Linked DNA regions of Gossypium arboreum: region 2 is linked to region 1. A link is a contact called in public Hi-C data. All regions are on one chromosome and are shown on one strand. The core of a region is the stretch at or near the end of the contact, and the rest is flanking DNA. Distances in the headings are between cores, read along the strand shown.

Evidence for each region. Hi-C and Micro-C count contacts between places; a contact is called where the count stands out from the background.
Region 2: a Hi-C map of leaf shows a contact between it and region 1, with 2.6 times the contacts expected there. The contact joins the promoter of LOC108451754 here to the promoter of LOC108450215 in region 1. A contact is called at or near these places in 2 of 5 Hi-C or Micro-C datasets (both in leaf).

The regions. Positions count from the first base shown.
Region 1 is chr4:6,509,382-6,513,305 of ASM2569848v2, reverse strand. LOC108450215 (ribose-phosphate pyrophosphokinase 4) reads right to left here and starts at 1,813. Exons shown (of 7, transcript XM_017747737.2): 1 at 1,426-1,813; 2 at 44-359. The coding sequence starts at 1,574.
Region 2 is chr4:6,662,615-6,666,538 of ASM2569848v2, reverse strand. It overlaps LOC108451754, which reads left to right and starts at 1,747. Exons shown (of 1, transcript XM_017749407.2): 1 at 1,747-3,394. The coding sequence starts at 2,063. The coding sequence ends at 3,109.

The DNA of each region.
Region 1 (3,924 bases), core at 564-3,063:
AAAGAAAAAGAAAAAAACAAAAAACAAAAAAAACAAAACCAACCTGCAAAGCATGGATGTCATAAATAACTACGCTTGTAGGACCACCCCTAGATATGGGAATATTTGACAAAATCCTTGCCATGGTAAATGCAGTTGCAACATCACCTTCTTCTTCCATTCTCTCAAAGGAGCCAGTTGGAAAGAATGGCAAAACCAAAGTGAAGGAAGCAACAAACAATCGTGGAAGATTATATATGACGGAAAGCTGTTCAAAGATAACAGCTGGGGAGCTGAAGGATGCGAGAAAAGCAACATGCTGACCTCGAATATCATGTGCATTGTTTATGAAAAGATTTGGAAATCCATCATCAAAGCTCCTGTAAATGAAAGAAATTCAGTATTTCTTCATATAATAATACTCTTTGTTTAAAACTATTAATATATATCTCTCACTGGAATCAAATCTAGATTTGTAAACATTGGAAGTTTAAAGACAGAAAAATAAAGTCACTGTTGAAATGCCAACATAATGTTGAAAGGATTCAATGTTCTTGATTTGGCCATGATACAGGCTTCAGCAATAAAAGAAAGCAAGAAACACATGGTCAGTCAACATAAAAAAATTGCAAAACATGTGTAAATAAAGAAAATAGTAGATATTAAAAAATTGACAAGTAAAGGAGTTTGCATCTATCAACATATTGGCTCAGTCTCGGTGGAGGACTTAAAGGTAAGAACATAGACAGGTTTAGCGTGTTCTTGGGAGAAAGTTAAAACAAGAAAATAAGCTGATTTTCCATGTTATTGAACATGATGACCAACTTATGAGTGGGTTTAGAATTGACAGACTTGGACCGAGTTATTTCAAGTCTTGACAAAAGCTCCCAAGTCCATTGTCAAGCAGGCACCTTTGGATCAACGATTACTATTCATTGGCTGTAACAAGGTTCTCAGAACTACATTTGCAAATTGCATGAATTGCTCATCTAAAAAGATAACATATAGAACCCAGAAGTAAACACACAAGGAAGTTGATCAGAGTCTCATAAGACTGAAGAATAAGAACAAAGTGGCAGAAAACAAAGATGATCCAAGAATTCACATCCAGATAAAGAGCACAACTTTTCCCCTTTTTTTCTCAAATTTTTTTAAGAAAATAAAAATACAGACGCTTTGTTATAAGAGTTCATGAAATTCTTTGCCACTTATCCTAACACACAATCTGATCATATACCATTTTATCAACTTTTTTAAAAAAAAAATTCAACCTTTCTACAGACAGATTAAACAAAAAGCAAGAAAGAAAAACACCCACCTTAAAAAAATGCAAAAGAAAAGAAAAGAAAAGAAAAGAATCAAAAGAACAGAAACATGAAAAGTTGTCATTCAAAGGAGAAAACAAACCAAAGATTTTGAAGAAATAATTGAGGCAAGTGAGTATACCTCCAGTTGATAGATTGAAGGGTAATGAGTTGGGAGTGAGCAGCAACTTTGCGGGCAAGCTCTTCACACTCCATACAGTAAAACAATCGAACTTGCTTCTTATTCCCAGACTTCAACTCTCCCGTGACCTGGTTGTTATTGTTCTCCATTTTTTTGTTTAAGCTTTTTTACAGGGGAGGAAAAAAGAGAGACTTTAGAATTCAGACAGAGGTAGAGAGAGACAAAGATATAAAAAGAAAGAAGTGAGAACTACGAGGGTAGGCTTTGCGACCTCTCCTCCGGTTTCCCTCACAGTTTATATATAATACAAACTCTTCACTCTTCTCTATTTTCTTGGGGGGTCTGTCTGTCTTGACCTAATACGACAGAAATAATAATAATAATAATAATATAAAAAAAAAACTAAGCGAAGGTTTAATTCTGGTTTTAGTCCTTTCCTAGAAAGCATACAAATAAGAGAAAAAATACTAAATTTATTAATTCATTCAAGGAATAAAAGTGTTCAATTTAGAAAAAAATAGTAAATACTTATAGTAGATGATGAATGACAATTTTATCAACGCAATAAAGATTTTATAAATAAACTAATCGACAAATAAATTGAGTATTCACCAAATTAGAGAGGATGACAATAAAATTATCTTTAAAATTACTAGTAAAATTAAGATTACATGTATAAACAATACTAAAAAACGTGTTATAAGAACAGAAAAAAGTCTAAAGCTAAAGATTTATTAAACAATAGAAAACAAACAAAAAAATATATAAAACTTAAGACAATAGGTTTCAAATCGATACGTGAAATCATTTATTATTCTAAAATACTCTCAAAGGTAAATCAATATAAAACAATATGATCTCTATTCTTATTCTTATAGACTATTCCAATTCATAACATTGTAAAGTGTCACAATTAAAAGAATTTGGGAATTTCTTTTAAGGTTATTTCATTTAACACAACACATTTAATCAAATAGAAAATTAATCTGATGTTTTAAAAATATTTCAACTCAATATCACTTTAACAGTAGTTAATGTGTTCATGAGTTTGACCAGAGTTAGGTATGGGTTGAATCATTATATGGTATTAATATAATATATGTATGTCCAAATTTAATTCGCTTGATGTAAATATAAACTTTAAATTTTACCTAAATTCATTCATATTTGTAAAAAAAAAAACTAAGCTCTTTTTAGTTAAAATTTTTGTTTTAATATAATATTTAACAATTTTATATGTTTTTCTTCTTTTATTAAGAAAAATAGGATTAATAGACTATTTGATAGCTAAATTTAGCTTCAATGTTTCATTTGGTATCTATATTAAACGAAATCATGGAAGAATGAAGATTTTTACATATGTGCTATAGTAAAAAAAACATAGAAACTTAATTAGAAAAAAAGTACCAAATTAAACATTGAAATCAAACTTAGGCGCTTAATTAGGACATAAAAATTTAAATATAAAATTAAATATTAAAGTCAAACTCGGTGTCAAATAATATATTAACCCAAAATTTTAAGCATGGTTAACATATTTTTTAATATTCACCTTATAGTATTAAATATTACTCTAAATTTAATTTTTATGTGTTATAAAATACAAAATATATATAATAAAATAATATAATATATATTACAATATTAAAATGAGCCAAACTAGACTAAGCTCGATCTTAAATATTAGAGCCCTAACCTAGTCATATTTTTAATTGTCTTAATTTTTTTTGTCGAAACATATTTTTTAGCTTAATATTTTTGTCCAATTCTTTCCAAATATCAGATGGAGCTTTGGGCTTATGAGTCCAACCTTTGAACAAATCTAATTTGAATATACTAGTAATATTATAAAAGGAGAGAACCAAATAATGTTAAATTAAAGTGGGGATTAAATCTTAATTTTTATCTTAGTAAAATGACTAAAACTAAAATTGAACAAAAAATTAAAATACAATATAATTTATGATAAAACAAATAAATGAACATGTGGAAAAAAGTTATATAATAAGCTTAAATGCAAAAACAAAATCATAAAAAGATTAAAAAATCAATTTAACCCTTAATCAAGAATTGGAATCGGTTGTGCTCTTAATCAAAAGTTAACAATCAATAGAGTCCCTAAAATATAGTTTTTCCGTCCAAGCTCTTGATATGTTGTTAAGTGATGACATGCCAACTGGTGTGAAAAAATAATAAAGTGGCGATGACGTAGTGCCTCACATGGAGGGTTTATTTGATTTTTAATTATTTTACAAATAGTTTAATTTTATAGTAGAGGTAGTAAGTTTTAATTTTATAAAATTTAATATTTTTAAATTTTCTAAAAAATAGAATATTTTAATAATTTATAATAAGTTTAAAATATACTATTAGTCATTATACCTTTATAGAATTTGAGATTTAGTCCTTATACTTTAAAAGTTAAAAAGTAAATCCTTCTACTTTTTCAATTTAAAAATCTTAGTACAATCATTGTCATTATTGGTAGTTTCCATAAGA
Region 2 (3,924 bases), core at 498-2,997, 150 kb before region 1:
TAATTGTAATAAATATTTATTTTAAAATATTAATATTGAATATTTTCAAAAGAATATTATTTAAAATTATTATTTTTAAAATTTATTATTAAAAATAAAATAAAATATTAAATAATTTATTAAAATAATAAATATATTAATTATATTAATAATTTATTATATAACTAAATATAAATTAATAATTATGTATGTTTAATGATATTGAAAAATATAATATTTTATATTAATATTTTAATAATTTTAAATATTTTTAGAATAAAATAAAATTTATTTTCAATATAATAATATTAAATTTGATTTAAGTTATTTTATATAAAATAAAATTATTTATATAGGAACTCTTTTTCAAAAATAACTTATGCTTTTAAAAACATAAATCATTTTATAAGAAAAAAATTATTTTGCATTAACTTATAAATCATCGTCTGTTAACTAGAAAACATTTTTCATAAAACTTTTAACATATAAACAAACATAAACTTAATAATTTTTAGCACAGGAAGCTATTTATTGGAGACAATGGTCGAAAATTATTTGGCTCTGACATGGGGACGCTAATACTAAGATATTTCATGCTCAAGCATATAAAAGGAAACGACTTAACCATATCCATATGATTCATGACTTAGAAGGGCGGCCTTGTGTGAATATGGTGCTGGAAAGAATAGTTAAGAAAATAGTGAACATTACACAATGGAAGTTAATTTTTTTTCTTAAAATCGAGCCTCGTGGAATTTATAATAATAAACCATAAATCAAATTATTACATATGTTTTGCGTGAATGAGTCTAAGTCGTATCTTGACTTTCTATCAAACAATATTTCTTACTTTTCTTGAACTTTGGAATGCTTTAAGTGTAGGTTCACACAACACCAACTGAATACACATAATAAAAACTTTGATTAAGTGTGAAAGTTAACTTTTTGCTATGAGAAATTAGAAAACCTTTTTACCTTAGTAAAACATAGAATTTATTTTGTGAATAAATTGTCATTGTTTTCTGATGGAGTAATGACCCCAAATGTTATGTTAATTAGGTTATTTCATAGTTCCTATTTATAAGAAAAATGCTACAAAAGTTTTAACAATATGTTATTAAATAATAATATTTTAATAGAAAAATACAATATTCCTTTCTATGAAATATTAAGGCGATGACATACCCTAATGGATACTAAAGTTTGTTGCCCTTTTCATTTGAGATGGATATATTGAGCTTGTCTTATGTACAGGTATAATTATATATATTATTTGGACTTCTAACCAACATATATCATTTAATCAATCTAATAGCTAATTTTCTATTCTTAAAATATTAATTAATTAATTAATTAACCCAATTAAATTATTTTCTCAACCTAATTCTAATTACATTAAAGTATTGTATTAGAATATATGAGGAAATAGATTTAGTTGCCTCGTTCAATACAACTATGATGATTAATTAATTGAGACTTTGGTCTCAAATTTGTCATGTTGTAAATATTGAGGGTCAAATTTATTAAAATTTTAGAATTTGAATTAAAATGACGAAATTTGTAAACATTGAGGGGTAAATTTATTATTAGACAAAAAAAAAAAAGCCCAAGTCAACTTCCTGTCACTCGTAACTACAAGGGACTAAAATATTTAATTTCAAAAAGTTTAGTGATTAAATTGAAATAATTAATAGTTAAGTGACTAAAATAGAACAAAATCAATAGTTTATTGACATTTTTGTACTTTACCCTAAACCTTTTGATAACGGGTTAACCCATTCAAAAGCTGCAAGAACTGGAAACGGAAGCTAAGCTCTCTGGAAATTCGGAAAGCAGAAGATTAGATCTCCAACTACCCTCCCAAATATTTTCCAGGTCTTGACTTCTTCAGTTCTTCAACTATCATTCTATCTTTTGCGATCTACAAATAACATCTTGGAATGTCCAACCTTTAATATCTATATTACACCCACCCTTTTTTAGACTTTAGACTAATCTTAGATTCAATTTATTAGTGAATTGTTTCAATTAGACTTTAGGCTTACAAGTGTTCAAGCCTGTTATTGTTAATCTGTTGTCAGCAATGCTGAATCGTGGAACAAAGTTAAAGGCATGGCATGGACAAAAAAAATACCCGGTTGTGGTCCCAGTTATGTTTGTGGTATCAGTCTCAGTAGCATTAGTGTTCCTTTTCCACAGAAATGATGAAAAGCAGATTCAGGCATACGGACTGCCACCGGAGAGAAAATGGAATAGGTTTGAGTCTTTGGTGCAGTTTAATCCAAAAAGAGAATTCCGGAATGGGACGGATTTGATATGGCAAATACCCGATTCGCCTAAGGCTGTTCTTTTTCTAGCTCATGGATGTAGTGGTAGAGCTGTTAATTTTTGGGATAAGTCTCCTAAATGTCCTGAATGTGTTGGTTTGCCTGAGGAAAGGCTGCTTGTGCTTCATGCTCTTGCTCGTAAATTTGCTGTCTTGACTATATCAAGCGCAGGGAGGTGCTGGGCATTTGGGGAAGAAAGGTTGATTGTTGAAGATATTATAACATGGTGGGTTAAGAGACATAAACTTGGAAAGCTTCCTCTTGTGGCTTTGGGGGCCTCTTCTGGTGGGTATTTTGTATCTGCAATTGCTAATGATTTGAAGTTTAGTAGTATTACACTTATGATTGCTGAAGGATTATTTGATCACATGGACATTAGAGAGGACTATCCACCGACCCTTTTTGTGCACATGCCAAAAGATTTACGTAGGCAACAAAAAATAACTGAATTCATTGAAGTTTTGAGAAATAAAGGGGTTGATGTTGCAGAGATTGAATGCATGGAGTTGCCTCTGTCACCAACTTTTTTGTCTGATAGAATCCCAAGTCTTGATCAGACTATTTCTGCTACGTTGTTCAACCTATTCAGGGAGAAAGGCTTTGTCGACGAGAATGGGTATATGAAACGGGATGGGCGTGCGACACATTGGAAAGATGCTCTCCAGGATAGCAAGCCTAATTTGCTAGAAAAGGATTTGGTGCATCCCATTGAGGAGGAGCTAAATCTTGCATTTGCCTATCATGAAATGACTAGTTTGCAATCTGAAGAGATTTTTAAATGGTTTGAGTCTCATATGGCCTGAACAGTACACAATTGTGCCACATTCTCCTTTCTTTCTGTTTGACCAAAGTACTGACTGTCAAAAGTGATCGTACATACAACTCTTCGTAACAATCCCTGAATTTGAGCTAGACTGAATTGTTTATTGCTTGAAGCTTGTCTTCAAACAGCCGAAGACTAGATGTAAAGTTACTACCTTGAACCAAACTGCAACATCCACTATGTATTAGGTAAATTTAGCTGTATGTTGGAAAGAAAACATTCAAATTTGATCACTATACTATTATATTACATATAATTATATAAATCTCCAATTGCAAAGTATCCCTTGTTTCCTTTAAGGGGTCTGTTTATGCTTGCTTTGAATGAATTATCTTTTTGTTATCTATTTACTTTTTGATTTGCCATTTTCTCCTTATTAGGGCAACTGTAGATTATCTATTCTGGAGTTTTGAAAAAAAATAAAGACAAGAAACCCAGACATGAAAGGGGAAAACAGCTACTAACTTATCCTTTCCCAAGTTGCAAGAATCAACTTACTATGTTAGAAATCATAGATGAATGTAGTCTGGATTGTAGGACTTCGAGTTAGAACTTAATCCATGCTAACGACTAGAAAATGAAAATGCAGTAGTTAACACTTCAAGCACCCAAGCAAGCATTAACTTTGTGTTTGAAGGGAAAAGGGAACCTAGAGTCTTTAGATATGTATTTCTGAACAAAAGTGCAAAACTTCCATGGAGAGTGAAAAGTTCATGTTTTATGAGTAACATATGGGATTATATATATATATATATATGCTATAGTCGTGGCAAAAGTATGCGATTGAGCTTGCTT